Linked DNA regions of Gossypium hirsutum: region 1 is linked to region 2. Evidence: chromatin contacts called from public Hi-C data. All regions are on one chromosome and are shown on one strand. Each heading gives the region's core, a stretch centred on a gene start, on an enhancer-like site or on the middle of the called end of the contact. The rest is flanking DNA. Distances are from core to core; before and after follow the strand shown. Region 1 has its middle 16 kb from the start of LOC107891163. Region 2 has its middle 23 kb from the start of LOC107891119.

What was found. Hi-C and Micro-C count contacts between places; a contact is called where the count stands out from the background.
Region 1: a Hi-C map of leaf shows a contact between it and region 2, with 2.1 times the contacts expected there. The contact joins two enhancer-like sites. A contact is called at or near these places in 5 of 34 Hi-C or Micro-C datasets (anther and leaf).

Annotation. Positions count from the first base shown.
Region 1 is chrA11:92,273,088-92,279,817 of Gossypium_hirsutum_v2.1, forward strand. No RefSeq gene overlaps it. Among protein-coding and RNA genes, the nearest start is that of LOC107891163, 16 kb to the right of the region's middle. Within about 2 kb of position 2,029, at least 9 of the 9 cell types and tissues checked have an H3K27ac peak or open chromatin away from gene starts, as enhancers often do. A contact at or near this core is called in leaf, where this site is marked.
Region 2 is chrA11:91,878,235-91,885,348 of Gossypium_hirsutum_v2.1, forward strand. No RefSeq gene overlaps it. Among protein-coding and RNA genes, the nearest start is that of LOC107891119, 23 kb to the right of the region's middle. Within about 2 kb of position 3,722, at least 2 of the 9 cell types and tissues checked have an H3K27ac peak or open chromatin away from gene starts, as enhancers often do. A contact at or near this core is called in leaf, where this site is marked.

The sequences.
Region 1 (6,730 bases), core at 779-3,278, 390 kb after region 2:
GATCTTAAAAGATGAATTGGACACCACTTACCTTCATCAATCTTCGCATGCATAAGATGCCTTAACCATTCCATACAAAGCACAAAAAGGTACGTTGACAATGGACAACTCTATCTGATTCCTTTATATGGCTTGAATTTCTGAGTGGGAGTTCCATTTCAGAGAATTTGCATAGTCGAAGATGAGATAGCCACCATGATTACTGAACTGAGAAAAATTGGGACTTCCACAGCCTATAGTGAAGCACCGATAGATTCCCAACTTACTCTATCATAAACTTTCTCTAAATCCAACTTGATTGCCATCTATTTTTTGCCATCACGTTTTTTTCACATAGAATGTATGACTTATTGTGTTATGATAACATTATCCAAAATATTGCATCCTGCAATGAAACTGACTTGTTCCTACGAGATAAAATTAGGAAAAACCAATTTAAATCTGTTAGAAATAATTTTCATCACTAATTCACACATTACCGAGTATAAACTAATGGGGCGAAATTGGTTGAAGTCCTTTAGCTTGTCATTCTTTGGAATAAGTACTAACAATGAGTTAATTAGTTTTGGGTCAATACTGTTACCAGCGAATACTCCTTGCACCCAATCACAAACTGAATTTGCTAAAATATCCCACTGACTCTAGAAAAAATATGCATGAAATCCGTCGCTTCCCGGAGCTTTTGGGGGATCCATGTTGAAGAAGGTTTTCTTAATTTCTTCATTTGAAATGGACTTTTCCAAAAACTCAATGTCCTGGGTCTTGAGACAAGGAAAAATGTTAGATGGTAGATCCTTCATGGGTTCTGGTCTTTCGCCATTAAATGTCTCGAAAAAACCAATTGCCCCATTTTTAAGGATATTTTAATCTGAACACCACTCACCATTATCCATGCGTAAGGCCATGATATGGTTAAATTTCCTTCTGTAGATCATTCGACTATGAAAAAATTTGGTGTTATGATCCCCAAACTAGAGCCAGTCATACCTAGCTTTTTGCCTCCAAAGAAGCTTATCATGGTTCAACAAATTTTCCAACTCATCTCGCTCATCAATCTCTAATTGAATTAACCGAGAAGAGGTAGAATGATCTAGGGCCTTTTTGATAGTAGAGAGTGATCTTATAAGATGTCTTTTATGAAAGCCTATAAAACCATAAACAGACCTGTCCATTCTTTAACATGTGAAGTAAAACTAGATAGAGAACTATCTGTATTACCCAAGAACTGCCACTTATCTTTCACAAAGGACGAAAAATTTACATGCTTCGTCCATCCTACTAAGAACCTAAAAGGTCTCCCTGTGGCCAAGCTAATATCTAGATTGGTCCTTAGAAGAATGGGCCTATGATCAGACTTAATCCTCAAAAAATGGGAAACAATGCATTGTGGAAAAGTTGAAATCCATGAATCATTAGCCAATGCACAATCTAATCTCTCAAATGTGCCAACTTTTTGCCAAGTAAAGGATGGACCGATGAATCTCAAATCCTCCAAATTACAAGAATCTACAAAATTTCCAAAAAGATTACATCTTTTCCCTATGACATAAATACTTTTTTTTATCTTCAAGTGATAAGATAACATTAAAGTCACCCATAATTAAACATAGTAAAGAATCATGAGGTAAAGCAAATTTCAAATCTTCCCAAAGTGCTTTTCTTTTCCTAGGATATTAAAATGGGATTTAGATAAACATTACCAGACACGCATAGAAAAATAAACTATGGGTGATTTTGGATAATTCAAATCTTAACAGATTCCTTCTAACCCACCCAAATTCCTCCTAAAAACCCAATAGCTTCAATATGATGAGAATTAAAAAACCCAATTTTTCAATGATAAAATTAGCCTTTTTTACCACTTACTCTTGGCAATTCCACAAAAAATGGTCAGATTTAAATCCATATAAATTAATATAGACAAATAATAAATAAAAATAAAAATAAAACCTCCAGAGCCTTACTGTTTAGGGAATTCTCCCTTGTCTTGTTGCCTGCCTAATCTTTAAATTTGGGCCACCTAAGCCCAAAGCTTCCACAGCTTGAGAAGAAATTGCTTCGTCCAAATGTGCCATTGATTCCCGTAACAAAACCTTGGAATTTCCCACAGTTCTGAATCTGCTACCCTTTTAAAGATTAATTTTGTTCTGGGGTTTTGAAAGACGCGAACCTCCATGCTTCGCCCCTAAAAATTTCCCAGCAACTTCATCTTTCGCTTTCCCCGAATTCACATCGGAATTCCTTTCCCTTTGGTTTTCGACGAGTGCTTCATGAGGTTATTTAAAGGTGACCGCCAAATGCCTTCGGAAGTCGAGACCATCACCTGTTTTGGAATCTGTGATGTCAACAACTCTCTCCAATGATGACCTCGCCTGTGCCATATTTACCGATTTATTTCCATCACCAGCAAAGTGCGAGTGAGAGCCTGAACCAGCATTCCCACCATCCACGTCTCTGCCCTAATTTCCAGTAGCAACTAGGTTTGTGAAAAGCTGACCGGATTCTTCCATAACCCGATCGGATTCAACCATTGTTTTGTTTTCACTCGGCCCACAATTTGACCCGTTTCCTTAGCCTGATATGCTATCTTCCAGCATGTTGCTTCCCTTTAAGCCTTTGAATCCCCCATTAAAATTTTGTCTTGGGTGACTTACCAAATTCCTAGGTGACAGGGGCCCATTATCTACCCCACTGGCATTATTAGAAGACTTTGAATGGCTTGCCACATTTTTAAGACCCAAGATTAGTTGGGCCTCTATTTTGACTACTAAAGTGGCCCACCTTATGCATATTAGACCCATCACCTTGGATTCCTTCATTTGTTGTTTCTTTCCCCTTTCTATGCCGTATATTCCCAATTTCCTTATTCGTCCCAGAATCAATGCCAACGTTACCTTCATTTTCTGCCAATGCCCTAAAATAGAAACCTTCATTATTCTTTTTTGAAATTCTAGGCCCTGATTGTGTTGAATCCCTTGATTTCCTATGAGATCTTTTCTCTACCAACATCCACAGGCCGGAACCATCACTTTTCTCCCCCGTTTCATCATCAACCATATTCATAGCCTCTGGTGAAGATTCCGACGAAGGCATCGTTCTCCCAGAAGTGGGTTCAAGGACCCTAAAGGGACAAACTTCTTTTACATGCCCATACCGTCCATAGTGAAAACAGACCGTTGGTAAGAATTCATACTTGACCCTCTGTATTTTTCCATTGATTAAGACTTGGGACACCAACGGTTTATCCAAGTTGACATACACAGCCATACGAGCGAAACATCCTCTAATCCTATTGTCTGTGTTCATATCTAGTTTGGCAACCTTGCTGATTAAACTCCCTATTTATGTCAGAATTTTTCGCTTATAAAAGTATCCTGGCAAGCCCGGTAGTCTTATCCACGACATTACGACACTGGGAAATTTATGTGCTGGATTAAAAGACATCGACCAAGGTTGAACTGTCAGGTATTGCCCAAAAATGATCCAGGGTCCTTCCGAGAGCAATTTTTTTTTGAAATTTGGCCAAGAAGTAACCATTCTCAATATCCATCAACTGGAACGGTGACGATGAGTTCCATAAACTATAGATTTTATTCTGAAGCACCGAAAAACCAATGTTATGCCCCAAAAGCTTCAGAACCACAATGTTTTCCATATCCCGAATAAGAATCTGGTGAATCCTATCAGAGAATTCGATTGAGGGAGTGCCATTAATTACTGACTTCTAAATATCTCCTCCTAGTAACTCAAATTCCTCCTCCTCCTCTAAACCTTTACCCCCATTATTGGATGAAATTCCAACAAGTTTGTCCTTCCAATAAATAACTGGCTCGTTAGTTAGATCCACCAACACTTCTCTGTTCACACTTTCCTCATTATACTTAATCTAAGCTTTCTTAAGGATTAAATCTTCTATCGAACCACCTTCAGATCCAACATTATCACAGAGAGAAAACATACAAGAATCTAAGTATTTAGATAAATATGTATTTTAGGTCACATATTTAAAACAATGGCAAATAAATAATATATGTATTTGACATATCACTATTTTATATATATTTAATTAATGTAAATTCACTATTATTTATGACAATAAATATTATGAACAAAAATCTTTTAATTATTAACCGATATTACAACTACACAAAATCCTTACCAAAACCGTTGATAACTTTATGATAATATATTAAACAACAAGGAACACTGAAAAAATGTAATAGTTTTTTTGAAAAATATTGGTAATACATACTTTTTATTTCTATGAAAAAGTAATACGTATTTTTAATCATAAAAAATAGTACATACTATTTAAACATTAAATAAATTTCAATATTCAAAAAATTAAATTATTTAAAATACTAATTTTTTTTCAATTTTGTTTAATTTTGAATATTCAAAAAAATATAAAATTATTTTAAAATTATTAAAATTTAAATTTAAATATTTAATTTTTTATATCCTACACTACTATCTTTCTTATTTATAGTCAATGTTTAGTTTTTTATGTTTAAATTAATATTAAAGGTAAAAATTAATGACAAATATTTTGTTAAATAAGATTAATATATAACTTAATATAAATAATGCATTCTTAACTTATAAAATTATTTATCTTTTAAATTTTCAATAAATTTAAATTTTGTACTAAATTTTTAACAAATAAATATAATTAAACTAAATTAATATTGTAACGGCCCACACCCGTCTCAATGTCCAATATGAATGGAAGGTGCCACCGTAAAAACAAAATCTTGAAAATACTAAAGATTTAAATTTTTTGAGTTAATCAAATAAATTCATATTCAATAAAATTATTTTAGAGATTTAAAAAATTAAAATCTTGAAAATACTAAAGATTTAAATTTTTTGAGTTAATCAAATAAATTCATATTCAATAAAATCATTTTAGAGATTTAAAAAATTAATTTTAAAAAAATTTATGAATGATTGGAGGTGTCTAGGATCGAAAATGGGCTTCAACGAGCCCAAAACACTTAAAATAGTATAGAGACATTGCCCACATGCTCAAATACCTAGGCCTAGGTATTGGTACCCAAGTGCTTGGTAATGACACCTCAGCCCAATTACTATAGCATTTTAGATATTGCCAACTTGGAGTTCGATACTTAAATAAGGGTATTGAAACTTGGACCTTTGGGACTAAATTTTTGGCAACTGTCTTGCAAAAGTACTAATACGAATAATAAGAGCACCAGACCCTTTATGCAAGAGACTGAAATTTCACTTAGAAAATTCCACAAATACACTCTAAAACACATTTAAACAATGCCAATATAAAACCATCACAAAGATCAATTCAAGGTATGAAATATTAATCTCAAACACTTTCTAATATACTCAAAATAGAATCATTATAAAGACATTTAGCCATCATTAAAGGCATCTAGAATGAACAACACACATCCACAAGTAGCCCAAATTAAGATAGTTAAATGCATGCATGCTTGCCAAATGTTTTATACATCTCAAGGTTAAAGAATCACCAAAAGTCTCCAACTCAACAATTCAAATCCTCATGCTTTAAAATATTAAGTGGCATATGAAACTAGCATATATATACATGTTGACACCCTAAGTATAAGCTACATATAAACTAATTTCATACTCTTAAAGGTCTTGATGATAGTGAGATGGTCCAAAGTCGAGTTGGACTTCAAGAATCCAAGGCAATATCTATGCGCAAAAACAACAGTGCATAAGCATGAAATTCTTCATAAGTTCAAATGGAAAACACTATATTTATCTTACCTTGGTGTGAGCATGCCATGCATAGATTGTCATAACAAGATTATAATTTAATTTAGAATAAAGAGATGGTAAAACTTAAATCTTATAAAACAAGATACACTTAATAAGAAACATACGGCTCAAATATGTACAATTCAAATTTAGTTTCACATTCTTATTCCATATCAACAAGCATAAAAACACGTTTCGTAACTAATCCACATAGAGCATATTTCCACATTCATAAAGTTTACATTCTTAATAAATATATTAAGTTTCATTACATATTAATAATGAAAATTAATATTTCTTGCGCAATGTAACCTTAGCAAAGTAGGAGTCAAACACTAGGGAATACACCAAACACCAAAATGCTCATAAGTGAAAGCCACCAAACGCCAAATAAGTCTTCAAAAAGAACGTGTAAACCTTGTACATATGCTCCATTGATTCACATTTTAGGCAGGTACTTGATTTCCTCCAACACTTGCCTTAGTGATGCTTTTCATAATACGAACAATGGGGAAACAAACCCCCTAAGGTTAGTTACAGTAACTTCTTGTTGCAGTTTGCCCTCTTTGGCTCATTTCGAGGGACAAAAATTTGACCCATTGGAACTAGAGTCTTTTTTAGCTAGGAATTTACTTTACTCTTGTTTCTCCCATTCCACCTGTTTGATCTCTTCCACAATTTTGGTTTTCTCCACTAGGGCCTTAAATATTCGTACCTAGTATAGAGCAACCTATATTTTGAGATTGTAACATAGCGCCCATTTTTGAACTCACACACTTATCTTGCTTTATGGTGATCATTCCTTGGGCATAACGGCTGATCATAAAAAACTAAGCCTCATATCCTGACACAGTCTTATCTTCCTACTTTAACTCGATGAATTCGATTCTACTAGCCTCCACATACCTAGTGCCTACATATTTCTTTTAAAAAGATTCTTGAAAATATTCCCAAGTTATTCGTTTAG
Region 2 (7,114 bases), core at 2,472-4,971:
TGTTCAAAGAAGAGGATGAAAGGAAAGAGAAAATAATCCCTTGCAAATAAGCAACAGGGGAATATAAATAGGTTAGCCCTAGCCACATTGTGTATCCTATTGCTTAACCTGTTATTCATTGGTCCTATAGGTGATTAGTAATAGATATATTGTCAAAGTGACTAGATTATTAGAGGTAATTGAAACAATGCCGGAAGAGAACGCTAAACACTAATGAAGTAGGTATCCCTAGGTAGGATGTAATTGATAGTGAGTATAAAGCTAACAAAATATGTGTAACAATAAATGTGTGGGCAACGCATTGGAGATGTAGCAAGATTTGAATGGCATGGTGCTAAATGTGAGAACAATGGTGATTGTGAATGGTGATGATTACTTTTGGCGACAACTGGCCACTCCCAAACTCACCCAAAAGAAAAACATAAAAGCTTAACTTTTATTTTGAATTCTTTAAGGGAAAAAAAACACATTTTTATAGGGGTTCCTAATTTTAACTTTCTTTTATGAATATTTTTTAGTTTACTTTTTACTTTTTACCTTTTATTGGGGGCCAGTATTGTTACTTTACTTGAAGAAGTAGCAAAAGCTCAATTATAATCTGGTGTGCCAATCAATTATTTCTGCAAATATCACTGCTTTCAATGTGGTTTTAATTTAACTGGTCCTTCATTTTTGGAAAGTTAAAACATTAAATAGAAAATATCTTCTTATTTAAAATTTTCATTCTCTAAATATCTATAATCTATAACAATAAATAAAAGTCATCCAAATCCATTGTGATTTGTGAAGCTGCAGTCAGCAAGTAAATTGATGGTAATTTTTTTTTTGGCCAATTTCTCAGAACTGGTTACATGTCTGGATCTAGTGAACAATTTAGAGTATGAGGCATCAACTTAAAAATTTTGAATGTTAATTGTTTAAAATATAATTATATTAAAATTTACATTTAGTTTTTAATGTTGTTAGAAATTTTTACAATTATTTTATGTTATTTTTTGTGTAATATATTAATTTATATAATATTTTACATATTATATCATACTTCAATTTAAAGATTATGTTTCGGGTTTTAGTTTATATTTTATTTTACATGATTTATTAAAAAAATTTATCTTCATTAGCTTTTTGTATTCAAAATATTATACATTAATATAGTTTTATTTCACATTAATTTTTAATGTCTATAATGCATGCCATTTTTCATTTCAGTTTTGCAAGCGGTGAAAATTAACTTTTTAAAATTTTTTTAACAATATCATTTTTAGGGTTTGAATTTAAGATTTCTTTCCGGAAGCATAATATACCTTACAATTGTATACAATATTTGTTTATTTTTCATGTTAACTTTGTGACATATTTAATTGAAATTCATAATAGTTTGATTTTAACTCTATATTTATTTACTTAAGATTTTAAAATATAAAAATTATTTAAATAAATAAATTATTATAGTAACCAATTTAGAAAAAAAAAATTAATATCGTAGTTAAAAGTAATTGGTACATAGCTCAGATGTTGGACTTAGGTTAATTTAAAATCTGTATTTAGTTAGCATTAGAGGAAAATAAAAATAAATTATACTAGGATTTTTTAAATGATATATTTAGATGAGTGGATTAATATATTCATTTTAATATTCTACTTAATTCAATGCTCAACAGAGGAAAAATTAATTTTTTATTCTATTTTATGTATTTAAAAAGAGTAATTTGCATAATCAGATGCATGAATTTAAGATCTGCATTCGACCTTAACATAAATATAGTTTTAGTAATTAATGAAATATCAATAATCAATATTATTACAACTTGAATATAAAATTTAAATAAAATATATTTTGGCATTAAATATATTATTCAATAATGTTTTATCTTAAAATTAATGGACCACATTCCGGTGGATTTAATTCAGGAAAAAGGTGAATTGAAGGGATAAATTATTCAAATCTCTCATCATTCATTCAAACTTGTTGGTCTCATTCTGATTAAATATAATTCTAAAACAACAATTTTAAATATACATCATAAATAATTATTAAGAATTTATGATTTTCTTAATTTATGTAAGTTGTATACTTTAATTTAATCGTTTTAGTTCTTATACTTTTTCAAATTTTAAATTGTAACTCTTATAAATAATAATTATTAAATTCATTAAGTTTTGTTATTTTTAAAATTCAACGTAGCAAATATATTATCATATTTGTAATACCATGCCAACTAGCAATTTTCACGTATTACTAAAAAAAAAGTCAGTTAATGGGTTTAACTGTTGTTGCTTGCGTCAAAACTGAAATTTTGAAATTCGAATAGTACGAAACTAAGAATGATGCAATTGAAGAATGTGAATTAAATTTATAACTTTACGCATAGTAAAATTTAACCAATTGGATTTAATTGCTATTGTTTGGGCTAAGGTTGTAATTTCAAAACTTGAAAAGTACAAGGACTAAATTTAATCAATTTAAAAAGTATAAGGACTAAATTTGAATAAAATAAAGTATAGGGATTAAATCCATAGTTTACACATATTACAAGATTAATAGCATTATTTAGCCAACTAGATTTCACTTCTACAGTTTGGGTTTAGGATTGTAATTTCAAAATTTGAAAAGTAGAGAGACTAAAATTAATCATTTCAAAAAGTATATGGGCTAAATTTGATCTAATTAAAGTATAAGATTAAATTCACAATTTATGCATAGTACAATGATTAATGGACAAATTTAACGTTTTTATCATAAAACAATAAGCAAAGTTTTTAGAATCAGATGATCGAATCGATCAAACCATCGATTCTCGATCTGATCGATTTTGTTTGATTCAATTGAATAAATTATTAAAAATTTAAAAATAGAAAAAATTAATAGCTTGATTCAATTGAGTTTTTAACCAGGTCGTACCGATTTGTAAGTTAATCCATCCAACCTATTCTTGCGGACCAATATACAGACTGATCCTACTCTAAAAGCAATGGTCAGTAAGAGATATCTGGTTCAAGTAATATTATATTTTATAAACTAAAAATTAAATAAAGTAATACAATATATCTAAAAATATGCTATTCTGTTTAAAAAAAAATTGGTTTGGTGAATCTTTATATTAAACTTGAAATATATTATTTACTTACAAAACTAAAAGAGAGGAAAAAGAAGCAAAAACCGGTATATTTATTGTGTTAAGGTGACGTTGGAAGTTGGGGATAAAAGGACAAAGGAAACAGTAGCTAAAGTCCTGAACGTTAAAGTGGGAGAAGAAAGCTGCCATTTTTTTTTTTCTGTTTTTCCTCTTCACTGAGGCATTAAAGCAGACATAAAGGGATTGTTTAATTGCTAATGGTGTGAGTCAGTCATATTTGGATCCCATTGCAATGATGTGTAAAAGTACGTATAAAGGAATAAATTAGCCTCTTTCTTTCTCTTCTACTCTCAATCGCTTTAGTGCCAATCTGTCAAACACCTCCTATCATCAAATGGGTTTTTGTTTCCAATATCAAATTTTACATATTATTTTAATGTAAGTGTATTTAAAATATAATATATTTTGTTGATTAAATTTTAGTTTAGCTAATATCGTATTATTGGGACAACGACTTGAACTCTAATTTTTCTCGGATTATGGATAGAAATAGATAATATTTCTTGATTTTTTATTAATTATATTCCTATCTATAGGATTTTACCCAAGTCATTTTTATGAATTAGGTCCATCCAAGGCCCCATAAGTGCGTTTATTGTTGGGTTGTGGACTAACCTACTTCTTCGGCTTGTTGGGTTGGTCCACATTAGATTCTTCTAATTGGATTTTTGAACTTAATCTATCAAGGCCCAAATATATTTACAACATTACTAATTACTGTTATAATTAATGTTTGTAAATTTAGATCGGTGATTGAACCAGTTCGATCGTCGATTTTTAATCTGGTTGATTCAATCGGTTTAACCACAGATTCGATCAATTTATTGTTTAATAATATTAAAGAAAACAATAAAAACCCAAGTAGCTATTACTATAGATCAGCATTTTTATAACCAAACCATGTTTATAAATTACTATAAGACCCAACTATGTTAGGTCCAGAGTAAAAAATAAAATAAACTTAATTCTTCCCCTCATCTCTTTCGTAATTTCCTTGCTGCCTATTTCTTCTCATCATTTCAAAAACTCATTTGGTTGGGGTTGTTAACATTACTTTTATACACAAATGGAGTGAGGTTGTTAAGTATTTTGGTAACTTTCAAATGTAAACCACTTTTTCACCTGACAAGTGGTAAGACATCTCATTAATTTGAGTAATTTTTATTGATGACTCTAATTTGTCACATAAAAGTCAAAAATTCATTATGAATGCTGAATTTATGGTATACGTAATGGAATATTACACATTAAAGTATTTCTTATATATTTCAATTAACCCAAAGCAATGGTATATATTATAAAATTACATCGAATTTATATTGAATTTAAGAGTTCCAGAATATGAAATACATAAATGAGTATTGCAAAAATTAACTATCAATTATTAAATTAAATTACATATATGTACATAATTGACTATCGGTTTTAATATTAAGTTTAATTTAGACGATAAGTTATGTTTTTTAGACAATTTTTATTTTGATTCATTATTATATCTCAACTATTTGTTTGCTATTGTTTTCAAGGAATGGGGGGCTTGCAACCAAAAATGAATGTCGCAGTGAAAAAAAGGAAGTAGAAGATAATTTTATTTTAGGTCCCTCGAATTTTTTTTTTCTAGTTTAATACCTAATTTTAAGTTTCCATTTAATTGATTTAATCATTTAAGCATGTTTTAATTTGTGCAATTGTATCCTTACAACATTGCTTAATTTATTCAATTGAACCCCTTATGGTTTTATGCAATTTGAAAAGTTGTAAAATAGTTATATATTACATTTTATTAGTGAAAAATTGTTAAAATGATATGTGTGCAATTTTAGTTTCATGTTGTTGAAATAGCATAACAATGTTAAGTATTACATTTTATTATTGTAATTTATACTTTTCATGGTTTGACTAATACTAGTTTCTTCTTTGAAAAATTGTATGCTCTTTTTTCTTTTTATAAATATTTAAGTATGAAATTGTCATCTATTTTTTTTTTACTTTTTCAACTATTATATTAAGAAAATTATATTAGGTAAATGTATGTTTCATTATTGGTTGTTAGTAATGCAAAAGAAAAATGTAAATCTCGCATTGGTTGGGAAAGACTTCTAAAACGGGTTTAAATATAATCCTACTTCTTACTCACATTGAGTAATTGAGGATAAGGCCCAACACATGAGTGCCAACTCTGTGTCCGTGTTGACACGTGTTTACGACACGTACCATGCAAGGTTTTTCTGGATAAAATTTTTTATTTTTCTTTTATAAAAATTAAACTGTTACAATTTTGACTTGACCAACCAAATTGTTGCATTTTTTTTGGAAACTGGCTTCTGGCCATTGTGTAATTCAAGAAATTGAGTATTCGGATTTACCATTTTACCCCTTTAATTTTACCGTTTTGCCTTTCAGAAAATCCTATAAATACCTGGGTCATTCTCCTCATTAAACACACAACAAATAGAAATCACTTCTTTTTCAAAGTCTTTTTGTTCTTCTTTTTGAAAACTTTTTCTGGTCAATTATTCTAATCAAGTTTTCAGTTTTGTTTTCCTAGCCTATTTCCTTTTCAAGAAGAGAAATACCAATTAGCTTCCACCTTCTTTATTCATGTGTATGAATATTAAAGTTGTGTTAACCTTAGGGGGCGACATCCACTATACGATTACATCGATCTTGGCAAATTTGATTTTAAAGCAGGGGTTCTTTCACGACACAATAATCATTTCGTTTATTTACGTACTATTTATTCTTTCCTGTCAGTGTTAACGCTTAGTTTTGCAGTAGTATATTTTCAACATTTTAGATGCACATCTTATACTACTATGTATACATGTTTGTCACAATGATGAACAAGTTCATTCCTGATCTATCCAAGCTCGAGAATCTCGACGGAACCAACTACCGTCGCTGGTTTCAAAAGATGGTTATATTTTTTGAACAACTTGAAGTTGACTACATCCTCTTCAACCCATTTGTCACCACAACAGTCAATGATTTTGCAACTGTTCTCGGAGACTAGGACGTCAACGCCACCACAAAAGCCAAGTATGACAAGGAACACAAAATAGTAAGAGGTTACATGTTAAGCCACATGTCTAAAATTCTCTTTGACCTATCTGTTAAAGATAAGTCAGCTAAGTCCATTTGGGATACCTTGGAGAAAAAGTATGGAGTTGATGATACTGGAATTAAGAAGTACGTTGTTGGAGAGCGGCTCAAATTTCAGATGATTGATGATGAGTCAACAATGGATCAAGTATATGCCTAAGAAAAATTAGTTTTTAACATCGTAGATAAAGGGATGAAGATGTGTGAAATCCTTCAAGAAAAAATCCTTCAAGAATTAATTCTAAATGCACACCAACAGGGGTTTTCACATGGCCTGGAACACGCCCTCGTCTTTGGCCCGTATCCCTCACACGGCCAAGACACGCCCGTGTGCAAAAACCTGGACATTCTATTTTTGACGTTAGCAATCCTTAAGGGTCACACGGCCAAGGCCCACGCCCGTGTGCTAGGCCGTGCCATTCACATGGCTGAGACACACGGTCGTGTTTCTGCCCGTGTGTTTACTACCATGCATACTAACATACAATTCTTACGTGTAGGGGATACACGGCCATGTCACATGCCCATGTAGTGGACCGTGTGTCACACACGAGACACACGTCCGTGTGCCTACCCGTATGGACAAAATAAAGCTATTTACCAAGCCTTTTTGTCACCCTTTCTTATATATCCTGCACAAAAATCACTCTATACTAACATAAGGGCACATAACAAAGCCAAAATAACCACAATGGACAACATTTCATTTATACAATTTACTCATCCATGAAAATATCATCTTCTATTTATAAATCAAAATGAGTATTATATTCATTATATGAGCCAACACATTATGGCTAACTAACGAAACACTAAACAAAGACTAGAGTCCCTATACATGCCATAAAATAAAACAATGAAACTAGTTATACCAA